Linked DNA regions of Sus scrofa: regions 2 and 3 are each linked to region 1. Evidence: chromatin contacts called from public Hi-C and HiChIP or PLAC-seq data. All regions are on one chromosome and are shown on one strand. Each heading gives the region's core, a stretch centred on a gene start, on an enhancer-like site or on the middle of the called end of the contact. The rest is flanking DNA. Distances are from core to core; before and after follow the strand shown. Region 1 holds the start of ISCA2 (iron-sulfur cluster assembly 2 homolog, mitochondrial). Region 2 holds the start of FCF1 (rRNA-processing protein FCF1 homolog). Region 3 holds the start of ABCD4 (ATP-binding cassette sub-family D member 4).

The links. A called contact is a pair of places that touch in the nucleus more often than the background predicts. HiChIP or PLAC-seq counts read pairs in DNA pulled down with a chosen protein or histone mark.
Region 2: a Hi-C map of embryonic fibroblasts shows a contact between it and region 1, with 2.8 times the contacts expected there. The contact joins the promoter of FCF1 here to the promoter of ISCA2 in region 1. A contact is called at or near these places in 2 of 47 Hi-C or Micro-C datasets (embryonic fibroblasts and heart right ventricle).
Region 3: an H3K27ac HiChIP or PLAC-seq map of alveolar macrophages shows a contact between it and region 1. The contact joins the promoter of ABCD4 here to the promoter of ISCA2 in region 1. A contact is called at or near these places in 3 of 5 promoter capture datasets (fetal liver and liver), 15 of 47 Hi-C or Micro-C datasets (alveolar macrophages, blood, brain and 11 more) and 2 of 2 datasets of contacts at active chromatin or transcription factors (alveolar macrophages and skeletal muscle).

Annotation. Positions count from the first base shown.
Region 1 is chr7:97,738,979-97,741,955 of Sscrofa11.1, forward strand. It overlaps ISCA2 (iron-sulfur cluster assembly 2 homolog, mitochondrial), which reads left to right and starts at 1,501. Exons shown (of 4, transcript XM_003482288.4): 1 at 1,501-1,599; 2 at 1,803-1,905; 3 at 2,026-2,141; 4 at 2,862-2,977. The coding sequence starts at 1,529. It overlaps NPC2 (NPC intracellular cholesterol transporter 2), which reads right to left and starts at 1,109. Exons shown (of 4, transcript NM_214206.1): 1 at 998-1,109. The coding sequence starts at 1,079.
Region 2 is chr7:97,939,489-97,942,465 of Sscrofa11.1, forward strand. It overlaps FCF1 (rRNA-processing protein FCF1 homolog), which reads left to right and starts at 1,505. Exons shown (of 8, transcript XM_013989168.2): 1 at 1,505-1,573; 2 at 1,800-1,867. The coding sequence starts at 1,833. AREL1 (apoptosis-resistant E3 ubiquitin protein ligase 1) reads right to left here and starts at 1,444. Exons shown (of 20, transcript XM_005656411.3): 1 at 1,249-1,444.
Region 3 is chr7:97,584,281-97,587,257 of Sscrofa11.1, forward strand. ABCD4 (ATP-binding cassette sub-family D member 4) reads right to left here and starts at 1,413. Exons shown (of 20, transcript XM_001929196.5): 1 at 1,253-1,413. The coding sequence starts at 1,290.

The DNA.
Region 1 (2,977 bases), core at 251-2,750:
CTGTCCCCTAGTCTCCAACTTTGCTTTTGGCTCAACATGAATTCGGATAACATAGTGGAAAGAGTATTTATTGTCTCATTCACTTTTCCAGCGCATATTTATTGAGCAGTCAGCATTACCTGGGCACTAGATAGAAAGGAGGACATTTATTCTGGGTGTCATTCTGCTGTGTGACTGGGTAAGTTAGCTAACGTTTCTGGAATTTGGTGATTCACTCCAGGATCGCCGAGGTTCCCTCCAGCTCACAAGTTTTATAAAATCCGTTCCATGCCTCTTTATCATTACACTTCTCTACCTCAGAAAAGTTCTGCAAGAACAGTTAATTTGATAGACCTGACTGAAGGAATTTACAATTTCTACTCGCCTGTTGTGTTTTTCAGCACACATGCCAACCACAACAGCCAGAGAGGGTTATGTGTCACTGTCACAAGTTGTGACCAGAAAGAGGAGTTTCAAAAACAGGAGGGAGAAACAAACTCGTCAGCATCACAAAATTCCACAGACCAAGGAAATCCCTAATGGAACCAACAATGAAAAGGAGAACTGACTTTTGACTTCTCAGCAAAAGGGAAATTTAAAAAAGCAAAGGGAGTGTGGAGGGAGAGGTCATCCAAAATCTTAAATACATAAATAAATACGTATTTTTACATAAAGAAAAAAGTTTTGAACCGCATCCCTTACCCACTACGCTGAATAAGAACCTTCAGATGTTTGCCCTACAAACTTTAGGAAACTTCAGCATAGGCCCATCTCCAGGAATATCCTGGGGCCCCAAACACGCTTTCCAAGGAAAGAGACAACGTTGTGAGTAGTCGGGTTTTATCGAGGCCACTACCTTGTCCCCTACCCCAACTCATTTTAGCCCACTTCACGAGAAGTCTGAGGCTGAGTCTAGACGCCCGCGGGACCCACCCAACCCAGCCTGAGGTCTTAGCATCAGGTTCCGGCGGGGGTCCCGCAGAGGGCGTGGGAACCTTGGACTGGCCCCGGGGCTCACCGCAGTCCCTGAAATGCACCGGCTCGGCCAGGGCAGAAGCGCTGAGTGTCAGGAGCAGGAACGCAGCGGCCAAGAAATGCATCGCAGCTCAGGAGGTTTCAAGCTCACGGAAGGAAAGCCAGCTGCCGCGGTCACAAGATAAACCTTCAGGGGCGGGCCGAGGGAGGAGCCCAGTCAGGCGACCCGTGACCAGCAACTGGGACCGAGGTCCGCCTGCGCCCCGCCCCCGGCTCTAGGAAGCCAGACACAGGGTCCCAGACATTCCCTATCTCCGCCCATCTGGCCTGCTCCGCAGCAAGAGAAGCTGCAGCCCTCTGCGTTCCTCCCTGCTCCTCCCTCCAGCGCTCCGCGGGGGCTTTGTGGGTGTGTCCCCGCTTCCGCAGGGGAGCATCTCTAACCAATCAAATCCTTCCTCCTCCTGCACCATCCAATAGGTGTGCCTAAAGGCGGGGCCTCTATGAGTCCCGCCTCCCGAGGCCCAGGCCGAGAAGGGGATTGGGGCAGTGCGAGAGGCGGGGTTTGTAGAGGAAAATGGCGGCCGTTCGGGGTTTATACATAACAGCTGCGGCTCTGAGAGCGGTCACCCCCTGGCAAAGGGGCAGGTACCAGCAAGCCTAGGAAGTCATTTGGGAAGGGTGTTTGGTTCTGCGCCCCCGAGACTAAGGGGAAACTAAGGCTCGTGGAGGAGGTGAAGGTTTGGCGTGAAGCTGTCCAGGTGGAGGGACATCAGGTTTGGCGTGAGGCTGTCCAGGTAGAGGTTACCGGCCTTTTGCTCCCAGGCTCACCCTCCTTCCTTGCTCAGCAGGCTCCTCGCGGCCTCTCGCGGACCTTGGGCTCTTCGGGAAATGTCGTCCTCCAACCCTGAAGCTGGCGAAGGGCAGATCCACCTTACCGACAGCTGCGTCCAGGTAAGAGGCCGGACACGGGGCGCCCGTGGCTGGCGAGGGCTGGGAGTAGGGGTACTTTCCCTTGGCTTATCCGTCTCTCTCCCTTGCCTGGAATTCTTGACCTCCCTTCCTGCATTTCAGAGGCTTCTGGAAATCACCGAAGGGTCAGAATTCCTCAGACTGGAGGTGGAGGGAGGAGGATGCTCCGGATTCCAATACAAATTTTCACTGGATACAGTTATCAACCCCGACGACAGGCAAGGAGAAAGGGGTGGGTTCTCAGAGAATGTGTGGGAGGGATAAAAGTGCCTTCAGCTTAAGGTGCTCTTTTATTCCAAATTTATTTATTATTATTATTTTTGCTTTTTAAAAAGGGCCGCACCCGCTGCATAGGGAGGTTCCCAGGCTAGGGGTCGAATCAGAGCTGCAGCTGCTGGCCTACACCACAGCCACAGCAACGCAGGATCCCAGTCCTGTCTGCGACCTTGGCACCACAGCACACAGCAACACCAGATTCTTAACCTACTGAGCGAGGCCAGGGATCGAACCCTCATCTTCATGGTTCCTAGTTGGAGTCATTTCTGCTGTGCCATGATGGGAACTCCTTTTATTACAAATTTAAGAGGTTTTTCCGAGGGTCCTGAACACCACCCTTCTCACAGAGTGGGGGTACAGTGAAGATTCATTGTCTTGATTCAAAATAACGAAGTCCTAGGAGGAAAACTGCCCTGTCTAGGTCCATAGCATAGTTGGTAGAGAGTCAGACTGGTTTAGATTCCAGGCCCTAAATCTCTACACGCTTCCTAGGAGTCATTCTAGTGAACCCTTTTGCCTCAGAGAAAACCAGCACCTGTCAAAGGTAATAGGAAAGCTTCCTCTGTATTTCAGAAAACAGAAGATGTGCACCTCTGGGCTCAGAGGGTGTTATGTTTTTGGTGTTTACAATATTCATTAATGCCTTCCTCCTGTCTTTTCAGGGTATTTGAACAGGGTGGGGCAAGAGTGGTGGTTGATTCTGATAGCTTGGCCTTCGTGAAAGGGGCCCAGGTGGACTTCAGTCAAGAACTGATCCGAAGCTCATTTCAAGTGTTGA
Region 2 (2,977 bases), core at 255-2,754, 200 kb after region 1:
GCTTTTCAAGAAATGAAAGCGTAATAAGGTTCTTGAGGCTATCAACAGATTCAAGTTCAAAAAGAGAACAACTATATTAAAATACAATTGATATACTCTGACAGAAGACACACAACTGTAATAGAAAACAACTTTAATAAGGTTTACTTGTGGTGAGTACTCTTCTAGGGACTTCATATTTTAACAAACTTAGTCCTTACTATACACCTGTAAGACAAATATTATCATGATTTCCTCCATTTTACAGATAAAGAACTGAAGCAGAGATAAAATCACCCAATGGCTAGTAAGAGACAGAAGAGGATTTTAACCCCATCAGTCAGACTCCAAAGTTCATGTTAATACACTATGGTTCACGGTAAGGATTATGGTGCAATGGTCAGCTTTTTTTTTTTTTTTTTCAACCTCACAGCCTTTTTGGATTTCAAATACTAGGACAGCTTTGCGCAATAAGAAAAGTACATGCTTTGGAATCAAACAGACTTTCCTGAACAAAGTCCGAGGTTCAATCTCACCATTTGTAAAATCAGGGTTTTGCGTTATTGTGAAAGTCAAAGCAGGTAATATAATTAAAGTGCCAAATACAGTACACAAGATAGGGGTTCTTGAAGTCCACAGACATGTAGAGGGTCCACAGATGGGCTTCAGAGTCCACGAGTCTCACAACTGTAAGACAAATGTATGTGTACCCATTTATTAAATAATCGTCCTTGGAGCTCCAAAAGGTTAAGAACCATCAACTACATAGCAGATACTCAACGGACTATCTCCCCTTTCCTGTTCTCAAAAACTCTCCCTTTTCCATTAAGGATGACACACCAAGGCTGCACACTAAGTGTTAAGTACTTCCCAACGTTTTCCTGGCTCGGTAACGAGTAACACATTCAAGTTTACGCCTTAATTTTCCAGAGAGTGTCTAAAGAAGGCCTTCATATGCTACACCATCTCTCGCCTCACAGGGACGAATACACGGTATTCACTCGGCGAGAAGCATGAGAATTGTCCACCTGGTTGCACGAAGCATCATGACGGCTGGGAGAACCAAGTAGATATTAGAGCCTCCGAGGAGCATGATAGAGACCTGGGGCCCCAGCACTGAAAGATAAGGATAATGGGTTTCCCCAAACTATTGGGCAACCCAGAATTCCGTCCCCCTTACCCTTGTCCTCCCTCTCTCTGGAACTCTGGTGCAGGCAAATCCTCTGGGCTCTGCCCTGTGCTGGAGTGATAAGAGGAGAGAAACGTTACCGGAGCAGGTGGGTGCAGCACGGCGAGGTCCCAGCTCTGCCACCCCGGTAGGTGGAGGCAGAACCCGCAGATATCCAGCCCGCGACCCTCTCCGCAAGAGACTTCAATACAAATCCCGGCCGCAGCTGGGAACCGGCTTCGGGCTTTTCCGTTCCCCAAAGTGGCTTCCGCTTCCGGGCTATCCTTTGCCGGAAGCAGTATTGGGTGACGCAAAACTGTCGCGCCGCAGGTGATTCCAAAAGAAACTAAAGTGCGGCGTGAACATGGTGAGAGAAGGGAAATCGTCGGACCACGTTTGGGACGGAGATTGAGGGAGTAGTCCTTGGTCAAATTTCCACCACATTTCTCTTGCTTATTTTCATTCTGATCTTAGACTGCTCGGAATGGTGTTTTTTTATGCTCCAGCGACAGGGGAGAGCGCTGGGTTGGGGCAGGTAGAGTAAGTAAGGGGAGCTGGGTATTTGAGGGAAGAAGAGAGTGGACAAAAGAAAAGGATTCACAAAGATGCAATGTATTTTCAACTCTTTTAACGCTAAAATTTTTCTTTCAAGGGGAAGCAAAAGAAAACACGGAAGTATGCTATCATGAAGCGAATGCTTAGTCTCAGAGATCAGAGACTGTGAGTGTCTGGAATCAACTGCGTTCGTAGACTGCCCAGAGATATAGGCGTCACCAGGGGATAAGTAGTCAAAGTTTTTGTTGTTATTTGTGTGTATTTTTAATATTATTGTGCCTTGGATTTATATAACGTAAAGTAGTAAAGTATAAAGTATGTGGTGAATGGGATGAGAATTCAGCATCTCTTTAAGTGTTCAATTTGTGCGACAGGTTTTATATACTGTATCTGCCATGTCACATTTAAGCCTTCTAACAATTCTGTGAGGTGGTAGGATTATCCTTATGTTCTTGCTGTTGCACGTATACTCCCAAGGAAAAAGATGTCGTATGATTGTTGAAAGACCGTGAGGTCAGAAACCAGTTTTCCTGTGCAGCCAGCACCTGACACTCAAGTATTTTCGAAGGAAAAAATAGGAAGACTCCTAGATGTCTCCATTTTATAAATCTTCTAAGAAGATTTATGATAGCAACAACAACAACAAGACAAAAAAAGACCAAAAAAAAAAAAAAAAAAAAAGGAGTTCCTGTTGTGGCGCAGTGGTTAACGAATCCAACTAGGAACCATGAGGTTGCGGGTTCGGTCCCTGCCCTTGCTCAGTGGGTTAACGATCCGGCGTTGCCGTGAGCTGTGGTGTAGGTTGCAGACGCGGCTCGGATCCCGCGTTGCTGTGGCTCTGGCGTAGGCCGGTGGCTACAGCTCCGATTGGACCCCTCGCCTGGGAACCTCCGTATGCTGCGGGAGCGGCCCAAGAAATAGCAACAACAACAACAACAAGACAAAAAAAGACCAAAAAAAAAAAAAGAAGATTTATGGCTATGGAAGAAAAAAGTAGAATGGCTATGGAAGAGTAGAATGATATTCCCTATTATAAGGGGAATCTAAACAGCTTGCCTGCTTCAGTGAAGAATGGATAGAGTTATTAAATAAGGACTGGACTTGTGTTTAAGAGCCTCAAAAGAAAGGAATTTTCATTAGAGCCTTTAGAGTTATTAAATTGTATTCTTAGCCTTTATATTTATTATGTAATTTTAAGGAAATTTACCCCACTAATAATATTTATTAGTAGTAATTAAGGTTAAATTTGGTGTGTGTATTGTCATATTTTAGCCT
Region 3 (2,977 bases), core at 163-2,662, 150 kb before region 1:
GTTCAACATAGTGCCATAGATTAAATTAAAAGACTTGGAGAAGGCTGGAGTTCCCATTGTAGCTCAGGGGGTTAAGAACCTGACCAGTATCCATGAGGATGTGGGTTCTATCTCTGGCCTTGCTCAGTGGGTTAAGGGATCTGGCCATTGCCATGCGCTGTGGTGTAGGTCCCAGATGCGGCTCGGACCTGGGGTTGCTGTGGCTGTGGCTGGCAGCTACAGCTCTGATTCAACCCCTAGCCTGGGAACTTCCATATGCCACCATGGCCATTAAAAAAAAAGAAAGAAAAAAGAGAAGAGTTGGAGAAGGTATTCGCAGAGTGAAAAACAAAGTAATAAAATCTATAGCATACAATAAATTCCTTCCTCAGGAAGACAGACAATCCATGGAAAAGTGGGGAAAAAGATATAAATAAAGGAAAACCGGAGTTCCCGTCATGGCGCAGTGGTTAACGAATCCGACTAGGAACCATGAGGTTGAGGGTTCGATCCCTGCCCTTGCTCAGTGGGTTAAGGATCCCACGTTGCCGTGAGCTGTGGTGCAGGTTGCAGATGCGGCTCGAATCCCTTTGGCCCTGGTGTAGGCTGGTGGCCACAGCTCCGATCCAACCTCTAGCCTGGGAACCTCCATATGCCGCGGAAGTAGTCCTAGAAAAAGGCAAAAAGCCAAAAAAAAAAAAAAAAAAAAAAAAAAAAAAAAGAAAACCGAAATGCTTGATTCAGGAGAATTAACACAATGGGATACTACCTTAAACGGATCAGGTGGATAAACATTAGAACACCAAACAATACCAAAAGATCGGAGGGGGGCGGTGCTTAAGGGGAAACAGGAACCCTTATGCAATGCTGTTGGGAAGCTGGTGGGAAGCTGGGTGTGACCATTCCAAAGAACAAATTAAGTGTGGCATGCCATCCCACCCCAGGGGTGTATAATACAAAGAAATCATCCATATATCCATAAAGGAGGCAGGGGTGGTTAAAAACTGGAAGCAAACTAAATGTCCATCGCTAGGGGAATGTATAGCAACACTAGGGTCTAATGCACTCGGTTGGCACGGCGCAGCACTCGGAAGTGGAAACTAGATTACTATAGCATGGATGATCTCAAAAACACAACGTTGAGTAAAAGATTTTTTTTTTCTTTTTAAAATCACAGCAAGTTAAGAAGGCGCAAGGCAGCTGTGCCCCTTCCCCACACAGCCCGGAGCAGGGCGCCCCGAGGTCCGGCCTTCCTCCCCAGTCGCCTGCTCACCTGGCGCCAGCTCTGCGCGCAGGACCAGAGACCGCCATGACCTGGGATCCGACCCACGCAGGAGCCGGCCCTCTAGGGTCGGCTCGGGTTGGAGTCGGAACAGCCGGCTGCCGGCCGGGCAGGGGCGGGGCCCCGGGACCCACTACCACAGAGACGGGCAGATAGAGAGGCAGGCGCAGCGCGACGCGGCCGCTCCCGGAAGCGACCGCCTTCTCTTAAAGAACCAGAGTGCTGAGCCTGGGGACCCCGCGCCTGCAGCGCCCCCTCGTCAGTATGGGACGTTTCCCCTTTGGCAAGAGGTAGCCGAGACGGTGACTGAAGTATGTTATGAAATGTATTTTAAACTCTGAATGTAGATGTTCCATAATGCTCCCCCAAAAGCCAGAGTGATCTTTTAACAACATACATCAGGCTTCCAATTTCAGGTAGAATAAAATCCAAACGTTTCCATGGCACTGGTGATCCGGCCTTCTCCCCTTGGCCTTCATTGGAATGACCGCTTTATTCTGGCCGCAGGGTCTTTGCTTGGATCATTCTTCTCCCTAGCCTAGAGCTTTCCATTCATTAGTTCAAAAGTCAGCTGCTCACCCTGCTTAGAATTTGCCCCATCGTTCACTAGTGCATTACAGTTTTCTTCATAAATATTTATCACTGTCTGAAATCAGCTTCTTGCTTATTGTTTGTCTTCCTTTGAAAGAATAAATTTCATTGAGCAGAGACTCCGTCTTGTTCATGGTTGTACTCCCAGTACCTCAAACACTGCTAGTATATAGTGAGAGCTTAATAAAAATTTGTTAACTGTTGATTGAAATGTTTATCAACTGGCTGATAACAAGCAGCATGATCTCACAGAGCTGTTAAGTTTGAATCTAGTTGTATCTTCCCACATTCTTTTAATCCTTATTGTGTCAACTATATTCCAAACACTCAACAAGATATACCTGTCACATGCCTTCATGGTATTAACAGTCTAGCTGGGAAGGCCAATCAGTTGACAATTACAGTTGTCTTTATGAAGTGCTATGGCAAAGATACCATACAATAGAGTTTCTCAGCCTTGGCACTACTGATTTTGGGGTTTGATAATTCTTTTTTGGGGATTGAAGAGACTGCCCTCTGTATTGTAGGATGTTGAGCAGTATCCCTGGCCTCTACCCACTAGGTTCTAGCAGCACTACCCTAGACCCAGTGCGCGAACCCCAAATGTCTCCAGACATTGCCAAATGGGGAGGAGTGAAATCTTAGCCTTGTCCCACTTCCTAGACTAAAAAACAATGTCCCAGAGCCACAGAGAGGGCCGTCCAACTCAGGCTGGGGAAAAGGCAAGTCCAGATTTTGTGGAAGAGTAGATAACTGAGTGATTCCTAGACACAGCAAGAATTTAACCTATTCCTAAGTGTGATTTCCCAAGGATGTCCTTGCTACTTTGAAAATCAAACAGATAAACATATAGGGATACAATTTCTGGAAAAATTAATGAAGCAACTAAAATATCAAGGCAAGCAACTGCACCTTGCTAAGGAAATCCAGGTTTACGGCTCTTGTTGTTCACTCTCAAAAGTAACATTACTGTCCCAGGGCCCCTTAGCACTATATATTACTTTAAACTGTAAAAAGTATCACTCCAATATCAAACTAGACTTAAAGTATAATTTCAGCTATGAAAGTATAGTTGTAAATATCTGTACAGGAAGAATCATGATGAAATATTTAAAAATGCAATGT